3 separate regions of the Triticum aestivum genome follow, and all the other regions are linked to region 2. The links are chromatin contacts, called in public Hi-C maps. All regions are on one chromosome and are shown on one strand. Each heading gives the region's core, a stretch centred on a gene start, on an enhancer-like site or on the middle of the called end of the contact. The rest is flanking DNA. Distances are from core to core; before and after follow the strand shown. Region 1 holds the start of LOC123071440 (histone lysine acetyltransferase CREBBP). Region 2 holds the start of LOC123071442 (ethanolamine-phosphate cytidylyltransferase). Region 3 holds the start of LOC123071445 (pentatricopeptide repeat-containing protein At3g09060).

What was found. Hi-C and Micro-C count contacts between places; a contact is called where the count stands out from the background.
Region 1: a contact with region 2 is called in a Hi-C map of leaf, with 6 times the contacts expected there. The contact joins the promoter of LOC123071440 here to the promoter of LOC123071442 in region 2. A contact is called at or near these places in 2 of 5 Hi-C or Micro-C datasets (both in leaf).
Region 3: a Hi-C map of leaf shows a contact between it and region 2, with 4 times the contacts expected there. The contact joins the promoter of LOC123071445 here to the promoter of LOC123071442 in region 2. A contact is called at or near these places in 2 of 5 Hi-C or Micro-C datasets (both in leaf).

What each region holds. Positions count from the first base shown.
Region 1 is chr3B:644,508,991-644,512,176 of IWGSC CS RefSeq v2.1, forward strand. It overlaps LOC123071440 (histone lysine acetyltransferase CREBBP), which reads right to left and starts at 1,329. Exons shown (of 13, transcript XM_044494996.1): 1 at 1-1,329. The coding sequence starts at 1,035.
Region 2 is chr3B:644,916,210-644,919,449 of IWGSC CS RefSeq v2.1, forward strand. It overlaps LOC123071442 (ethanolamine-phosphate cytidylyltransferase), which reads right to left and starts at 1,699. Exons shown (of 10, transcript XM_044494998.1): 1 at 1,297-1,699; 2 at 1-259. The coding sequence starts at 237.
Region 3 is chr3B:645,203,395-645,206,447 of IWGSC CS RefSeq v2.1, forward strand. It overlaps LOC123071445 (pentatricopeptide repeat-containing protein At3g09060), which reads left to right and starts at 1,384. Exons shown (of 9, transcript XM_044495006.1): 1 at 1,384-3,053. The coding sequence starts at 1,466.

The sequences.
Region 1 (3,186 bases), core at 79-2,578, 410 kb before region 2:
TTCCTTGGTGAGAATAACGCCTGGCCCGGTGTGCTCATCGCCACCTTCTTGTGGCAAGATGGTGTCCTCCATCTCCATGTCTGTCGCATGAGAAATCGGGTCTTGAAGATGCTGGGTAGTGGCAGGAGCATCGGAAGATGATGGGGGTAGGTACTTGCGGCGCCTCTTCTCCCCTGTCCACACCTTGTTTGTTCCATCTCCATCATCGCCCAGTGGCAGGAGCATCGGAAGATGATGGTCGAAGGCAGGAGTGCGGCCGTGGAGCGGCATGGCGACAGTCCGCGGCGGGGCACGAGCAGTGTCGCCTGGTGGCATGGCGGTCTGCGACAGGGCACGAGCTGGGCAGCCTCGTGGCTCGGCGACGGTCCGCGGCGAGGAGCTAGCGGTGCCGATGGTCCGCGGCGGGGAGCGAGCAGGGCAAACTCGTGTGGTGGCGAGGGTCCGCGGCAGGGAGCGAGCGTGGGCGCCTCGTGGCGTGGTGACGGTCCGCGGCGGGGAGAAAGAGACGGGGCCGCTTGGTGGCATGGCGACCGTCCAAGGCGAGGAGCGAGTGGGGCCGCCTGGTGGGGTGGCAACGGTCCGCGGCGGAGCGGGGCCAGCGGTCAGCCGCGGGGCGGGAGCAGGGCTGGCGGACCGCCGCGGGGCGGGAGCAGGGCTGGCGTACCGCCGCGGGGCGGGAGCAGGGCCGGCGGTCCGCCGCGGGGCGGGAGCAGGGCCGGGGGACCGCCCCGGGCCGGGAGCAGGGCCGGCGTACCGCCGCGGGGCGGGAGCAAGGCCGGCGGTCCGCTGCGGAGTGGGAGCAGGCAGAGCGGGGACGGCGGTCTGCCGCGGGGCGGGAGCGGAACCGCTCATGGGATGCGGCGGTGGGGCGGGAGCGGTGCCGCCGAGTGGCGGATCGGGGTGAAACCTGGAGCCCAGAGTCGAGATCGAACGATACAGAGGGGCGACCGGAGGCGAGATCGAGCTGGGCGGCGGCGTGACCGAAGGTCCATCATCGCCCGATGGAACATACTGGACGGGCTTCTCTTGCGGCATCCCGATCGAACGATCGAGAGGTGAGACCGGAGGCGAGATCCAGCTAGGCGGCGGCGAGACGGATCCGGCGGCGGCGATATGCTGGCGTAGGTGCTCGGTACACGTGGCCAGAGGCGACGGTAGGCAGCAGAGGACGTGGTGGCGGGCGGGAGCGGAGACGTGGAGTGTCCTGGCTGCGGGGATGGTAGGCAGCGGCGGTGGGAGGTGGGAGGCGGCGGCGGGAACGGCTGCGTGAAACCCTAGCACTTGTCGAGACACGGGAGAAACGGAGGGGAGAAACAAAGCGTGCGGGCCTAATATGGGGTGGGTGTCACGCGGTGGCAGGCCGAGGTATTATAATCCGACACTGAAGGGTATTTATTCCTTTCTTGTACTCCCTCCGTTCTAATATAAGGTGTATTCGGTTTTTCTTTTCAAAAGTCAATTATGTTCATATTTTATGAAGTATTTAGAAAAAAGTATTAATATCTATAATATTAAATTTCTAATTAAATCCATTGTAAAATGTATCTTTATATTTTATTTAATTTGTATTGCAGATGTTGATATTCTATTCTAGAATCCTGGTCAAATATACTACATATGCTTTGACTTTCATGGAAATTTATGCACTTTATATTCTGAAACAGATGAAGTATTTATGAAAGGGGGAGCACGTCAGTTAGAATTATAATACGTTTTGGATATTTTAATATGAAGTATATATGGACCGAAATGAAAACAAGCACGCCAAAACGTGTCCAGAGTTCTAGATATTTGGTTTGTACACAATTTTCTAGATATTTAGTTAGATGAAAACATATTTTAGAACCTCCAAAGTTCTTAAAACAATTACACAAGTGCATAAACATGTGTAGTGTGTCAAGATATTTTTTTCTTTTTTAAGCCACAAAACTGTCCTTTTCCCTTTTCATAAAAAAACTGCCTTTTGTCATGGCATACAAACTAATATGGAATTTTATAAAAAAGTAAATATATTTAGAACGCATGAGGGTACCAAGAAAATATAGATTCTTTTAACCTTCTAGGTTTCTTGTACTTTTATAAAAACACTGGACCAGGCACCAAGGAGTCCATCATTGAAATTTATATTCTTTAAAAAAAAGGGTATCTTTGTTAGTTAATCATGCGTGTGTTCCAGCTGAGAAACAAAAACTATGCAGGCACTTACACTTATCACAACGAGCGATGAGTGCGTAGCGGGTTTCGACTGTCTTGCCACAAACACATTCCAGTTCCTCCTTCCGGTATTACCGAAAAAGGCTTTCGTCCTACTTTATATATAAAGCACAGATCAACCACAGCCTAAGTACAAACACATCCCACAACAACACACGCACACACCCAAGGCGGGATACATAGGCGCTGAGCGCAGCAACACCACACCTAACACTACAAGAGCAATCGAGGACCTCCACCGTGAACACGCCACCGTGAAGAGATGAAGCCGCACATGACGAACCGTGAGCTCCAAGGCGGCGCCTCCAAGAAAGTTACGACGCTATCGCGCCGCCACCGCCTGACCCGGGGGTCAGAGTTTCCCCTGAAGCGACACGATGACCGGTGAGAGCCGCGACGACGCCTTCAAGAAGGTAACGCGCTACGCCGCAGCCGGTCCGTCCGAGGATAGAACAGGTTTTCACCCCAGCAAACACTCACCGCCACCGAACGCCACACCCCTGCCACCATGCCGCCCACACGGCCATGGTCACCGGGCAGCACCAAGCCACGGGCTCTGCCCATGAGCACCGCGCTACCACCACCAAGGCCGCCGCCCCGGCATCCAAGACCTTGACACCACCGCACCCGAGACCCGTTGCTACCCCAACCAAAGAGATGAGTGGAAAGGTCGCTCCTTTACACACCCCTGGACGCCCCCCGGCGTCGAGACCCAAAGGGTCGGCCCAAAGATGGCCTCCATCACCCGTCCTGCTGCACCGGGTGCAAGACAAGCTCGGTCCTGCTGCCGGGCGCGAGACAAGGTCGGTCCTGCTGCCGGACGCGAGACGAGGTCGGTCCTGCTGCCGGGCGCGAGACGAGCTCGGTCCTGCTGCCGGGCGCGAGACGAGCTCGGTCCTGCTGCCGGGCGCGAGACGAGCTCGGTCTCGCAGCCACGGGCGCGAGACAAGCAATGGACCGCAACCGGGAGCG
Region 2 (3,240 bases), core at 449-2,948:
AAAGCATCCATCCATGTACACTCTCACGGGCCTTTGCCGTTCCTTCTTCTTGGGGACTTGTCCTAAATATGGCCAAAAGTATGGAGCAAAAGGAGCACCAATTCCTCCAAAATAACCCGTAGATAACCAAAGAATTGCAACAGTCACCATAACTCCTCCAATTCCAAAAAACTGTGAATAATATCCGCCATTCCAGAGCCCCTGGTTGTTCTCAAATGCCAGCAAACCCATCATCATTTTGAGGTGTAGAAGTACTGCCCTGATATGGGTTCAGAAAAAAGCAGCAAAAATGAGACCTCATAATCGATGCATCCTCATGCAAGAAAGGGTATCCTGTATGTAATTACAAAGGAAACGAAAAATGTCTCGTTCTCCAAACTTTGTGCAGTTCAATTTCTTTTGTTATGTTTGGAACAAGAAAGTGACTCAAAAGCAGATGTGCCTTTTCAATACTTTATCATGAAAGGATGGATAGATACTAGACGTATAACCAGGACTATTTGCATTTGCTCAACGTGCTTAGCTGCGAAGTCATGTTTGACCAAATCCTAACCACCAGATATACTGGAAAGCTACAGATTGAGCCAAAAAAAATTGTTGGAGAAGTCAGAACAGACTTAAATTGCGTCAGTTAGAAGCTACGTAGCAACTAGTGGAGCTCAAGAATCCACGAGATATAGCCATAAATTTTGTTCTGAAGAAATATTTTCCAATAACGTCGATTGTTCAGACCACTCTACAAAAAATAGCCCCAGAAGACAGGAACATGCAACAAACCGAAGTGACTGATCATCTGAATATGCACTGAAGGAAATTCTGGCAGAATAGGGAGCATATATGATTTCCAACTCTCTGAGCCTCGAATTGTAACCAAAATCAAGCGAGGGATAATCTGATTCTTAGCTCAAATTTTGCATCGCAGCCAACCATGCACAACCAAGCAGAATCTAAAGGTGCGTGGGTCCAAGAGAGACAGGAGCACAAACGGAATCACGAGAGATGGGAGAAAACGAATAAAGGCATCGGCCCGAATTCCCCCACCATCGAAATGCTAATTCCAATGCCGCAAACGGCAGAAATAATCAAGTGGCGCCGCGCATGCATGCGCCCACCTGCCCACGATCCGTGCTCAAACGCGGCATGGATCGATCACCCTAAGGTACGAGCAAACGCTGAACGGAGGAGAGGGGGGGAAACAAGCAACGCCTAGGAATAATTTCCGGGGATTTTCGCTTCCTTGAACAACAACAAGAAGAAGAACAAGCCGAGAGATTCGGAGACAGGAAAGGCGCGCACCGGAACGAGGGGGGCAGGCGACCGGCGGCGGCGGCCGAGATCGGGCGCGCGGCGGCGAGATTCCGCGGGGATCTCCGCCGGGGCGGCGCGGGGCGGGGGGGAGAGCCGCCGTCCCTTCGTAGCGCGGGAGGAGGCCGGGAGGAGATCTGCCTGCCTGCCTGCCACTGCCGGGGCGCGGTGCTGCGTGTCGCGCGGTGCGGAGAAGTATCTGCTTTGGCGTCTCGCTTGTCTCCGTCTGGTGTATTTTCTAGGGGAGGCCTCCGGAGACGAGACGAGACGACAGCTCTTCCTTCCCCCTCCGCCTCGCGTGTGGTGGTGTGGGCACCCCCTCCACCAACTGATTCCCCCGCGGGGCCCACCTCCTCCTCGCTATAATATCGCGCGTCTGACGCGTCCTCCTCCCTTCGCTCTCCCTACGATTCTGCGCCGGCTCGCCGTCGGCCCTTGTCGACGGCCGGGTGCCCACTGCCCAGCGCACGGCGCAGGACCGACCTCCCGACTCAGTCTGCCCCTGCCGTTACCCCGGCGGAGAGAGCGAGGGGGAGGGGCGTGAGGACGGGAGAAACGGGTCCGAGAGGGCTAGCGTGGAACCATCGCCGACCAGAAGAAGAAAAAATCTCCTGCTACACTTTTTATTATTATCAAAAAAGATGGCTCCTTTATATACTGTATTTCACAAACAACCAGAGTTTACACGACTATGACAATTGACAGGATGAGCAGGGAGTTCACTCGATTTAGCCAACGAGCCACCTGATTGGCACCACGGCAATTGACCCAAATTTTGTACTTACGCGTGCTGCGTGGATGGCCACGGCATTACCTACGGTACGGTGCGACTCCTCTACCACCACATGGCATTGGCTTGTCGAATATATTTATACGCAAGGGGTTATATGGACTTAAAGTTGTAATTGATTTTTCTTTTTTTAGAAATTGGAGTTGTAATTGATGTGGTAGATACGGGTCGTGTAGGAGTTGGACACGTTGTATTTTATGTCGTTTATATGTTAAGAGGCACCACACATTCTAATCCACGACGACTTGATAGCTAGGTACGCGAGGGAGCCAGTGGCTTGTGCCGGCGCCCGGGGGCCGGTGTTGCGGTATTTTAGGAAGGAGCGTCCGTAGTCATTACCTGAGGATGTAGCCATCGGTGAACCCCTTAACAAATATCGTGCATTGATGTGTCGTCTACGATCTAACATTAGTGTTTTTATTTTAGTGCCATTGGCATTGGCACATGTGGCTGGCAACAAAAAAATGATTTAGGGCCGGTTTTTTCATTGATTATGCAGATTCTAGATCTTTATACAAAAAAAAAAAGCGAGACAATATGGCTATGATCCTTGTTCTAGCGATTTTGGCTAGTCTTTCGGAAGAAAACAATTTTAGGTTACACAAGACAAACAAAGTATTAATAAGGAAAAAGCTTACCTTCAACCGACTGATAACGCTTGTGCGTCCGTCGGCTCCGCGTCCGTCGGATCGTGTGTTGATCAGACGGACGAGAGTGTTCCTCGCTTCCGCGTCACGCGCAGACATTTCTGAAACTGGGTGGTTGTTTCAGGAATCATTTATGCAGCTGTAACGCTCTTGCGGTGCTCCCGCAGCTCCTTTGTGTCTATAAGGGCGACGGTGGTGGGATCTGGTAGGGCGACGGCTGGCGGCGACGGCGGGTGGTGTGGGGTGACGCGGGCGCATCCAACGCGGTGGCGACGACGACCGCTTCGGGGTCGGCGGTTGCCAGCGGCGACACAAGCAGGTACGGCCGCGTGCTCCTTTCCCCCATTTCTGGTCGGCCCTGAGATGGTTCTCCTCTGCTTGGCGGCTCCTCCTCGACGGCTACATGCCTCATCGCAGCGGTGCTCTGTTGTAGGGAGACGCTCTTCGTCGGCGCCACCGATGTAGGTGTTGGACTGTAGATGTGTAGTTGTAGCAGGG
Region 3 (3,053 bases), core at 134-2,633, 290 kb after region 2:
GACGTCATCTTCTTCCTCCCTCCATCTCTCCTATGTGTCGTTCATCGACAGCCATGGCCCTCGATGCCCCCCACCGGGGTGCCACAACGTCGCCCCAGATGCCCCAGCCCCTCCTTCCCATTCCCCCCACCCTTCTGACACCCTCTCATGACGGGAATCGCATGCCCCGCATGCGCCCGTGCTGCAGCCAGCACCGCCGCCGTTGCCGCCCATGCGTCCACTGGCCACCTTGAGCCACACTACCATGTCAAGCATCTCCGCCACGCCTCCCTTGCCTACTTTGGCAAAGTCATTTGTGCGAGTCGCCCCCTGAATTACAGTGGGAACGTCGTCTTCCTCGTTTTGGATCTGCCGCCGGCGCGCCTGATTCCCTAGCTCTGTGGAGCCCCGACGCCTCTGCTGCCTCCCTTGAGATCCCTCTAGTGTTCGTGGCGCTGCTGACGCCTCCTCGGCAAGCCCATCGACCCCGAGTTTCTTCTCCGTGATGTTGTGCTCCGGTTCCGGTAGCTGCCGCGTAGGTTGACCATATAGGTCTTCCGCCCGAGCAGACGACATGTGTGGCATCCCGGATGAACCGCCCCGTCCCGCAGCGGAGGGGGTGGCTCCCATGGTGTAGACGGCGTGGCGGAGTCCCATATCTCCCCGGCGCACGCGAAAACGAGGTTGCAGCCGACGCCCCCGACGAACAAGCAGCTGCGCCCGCTGTCCATCACCTGCGTTGAGCGAGTAGAACCCGCGAGTCCGCCATCCAACACGGCACGGGCGTTGCGGCCGGGTCGAATACGAGCGGCTACGTGAACCCCACGACGAGGATGAGCCGCCTACCTGCAGCCACAGACCAGAGCGACAACCGGTGGGAGAGGAACGACAGGTGGCAAAGCATTAGGGGCGCCGGCAGCCCGTCCCACCGCACGTCGATCTATTCCTAGACCATGAAGATCGCCGCCGTCGCTAACTATCTATGTCTGCACACCCAAATACCATGCCACGTCACACTTCTGGCCACAGAACCGCCTAAAATTGAGGCAAAACCAAAAATTGAGGCAAAACCATCTGAGGGGGAGATTTACCCGGTTTTAATATTTTGGGGGTTAAAATCGTACCAAATTTGAGTTCAGGGAGGTATTTGTCCCTCAAGCTACATTTTGGGGTGAAAAACGGACTTCTTTCTTTAAAAAACACACACTCAAATGGCTGGGCCAGGTTCTGCACCATTTCCGCCAACGGAAACGGCCTTGCGGCTAGATTAGTTAGGAAGCCCATTCAATTCAAATGGAGGCCCAGTCGTTTCAGAACTTCCCCCCGACATTCTTGGCAGGCCGCAGGGCCAGGATGCGATCATGAATGAGCCAACCCAAAAACCCTAGCCCCCGCCGTCAACTCACAAGCCAAACCGCAATACCACCAGACGCCTGGCGCGCCCGTGCGTGCAGCCGCCGCGCGCGGCCACGGTCCGCTCAACCCGATGCCGCGGCCGGCGCAGCCCGAGCCCGAGCCGCCGCAGCCCGGCGGCGAGACGCCGCCCATCCACCGCCTCCTCGAGCTGATCAAGTCCGAGCCCGACCCAGCCTCCGCGCTCGCCCACCTGGAGCTCCTCGTCTCCACCTGGCCGGCCTACACGCCGCCCCAGCCGCTCCTCTTCCACCTGCTGCGCCGCCTCGCCACCTCCGCCCCGGCCCGCCTCCCGCGCCTCCTCGGCCTCCTCCCGAGCCTCCGCCACCGCCCGCGCTTCTCCGAGCCCGCCGCGCTCGTCGTCCTCTCCGCCTTCTCCCGCGCGCTCATGCCCGACGCCGCGCTCGCCGCCTTCCGCCGCCTCCCTGCCTTCCTCGGCTGCAACCCGGGCGTCCGCTCCCATAACGCCCTCCTCGACGCTCTCGTGCGGGCCCGTCGCTTCTCCGACGCTGACGCCTTCTTCGCGTCCCTCTCCCATGGCGCCTTCGGGCGCCGCATTGCCCCCAACCTCCAGACTTACAACATCATCCTCCGCTCCCTCTGCGGACGTGGGGACCTAGACCGAGCTCTGATGCTCTTTGACTCCGTTCGCCGCCGCGGAGTTGCTCCAGACCGCGTCACCTACTCCACTCTCATGTCTGGGCTTGTCAAACACAGCCGCTTGGACATGGCACTTTACCTGCTCGACGAAATGCCGACCTATGAAGTGCAGCCTGATGCGGTTTGTTACAATGCAGTGCTCCGAGGGTGTTTCAGGAATGGTGAGTTTGAGAAAGCTATGCGGGTGTGGGAGCAGCTGGTGAGAGATCCTGGTTCAAGTCCCAACCCCTCCACTTACAATGCGATGCTTGATGGCTTGTGTAAACTTGGGAGGTTTAAGGAGGCGGGTGAGGTATGGGAGAGGATGATTGCAAATAATCACCAAGTCGGCATGATTACCTATGGGATTCTGATTCACGGTTTGTGCCGGTCACGGGATGTGGATGGTGCAGCAAGGGTATATTCAGAGATGATCAAGACTGGGCTTGTTCCTGATGTTGCCATATATAATTCACTCATCAAGGGGTTCTGCCAAGCTGGGAGAGTAGGAGAGGCTTGGAAATTCTGGGACTCTACCAGTGTTTCTGGCATCCGTAATGTGATAACGTATAATATAATGCTGAAGGGGCTCTTTGATGGTGGCATGGTCGATGAAGCTAGAGAATTGTGGGAGCTATTGGAGAAAGACACTTCGTCCTCTCCTGACATGGTGAGTTTTGGCACTATGATCCATGGGTTATGTGAGAAAGGCTTTGCTAACAAGGCACTTCAAATCTTAGTGGAAGCACAGACCAGTGGTAAAAAATTAGATGCATTCTCATATTCATCCATGATAAGTGGACTGTGCAATGATGGGAGACTAGACGATGCAGTTAAGTTATATGAAAAGATATCTATGGATGGCTGCAAACTGAATCCTCATATTTACAATGCACTAATAAAAGGGTTCTGCCAAGCATCTAAGTTTAGTGATGCTGTAAGAATATACGGCGAGATGGCAAACAATGGTTGTTCTCCTACTGTCATCACTTACAACACTCTAATAGATGGACTATGTAAGG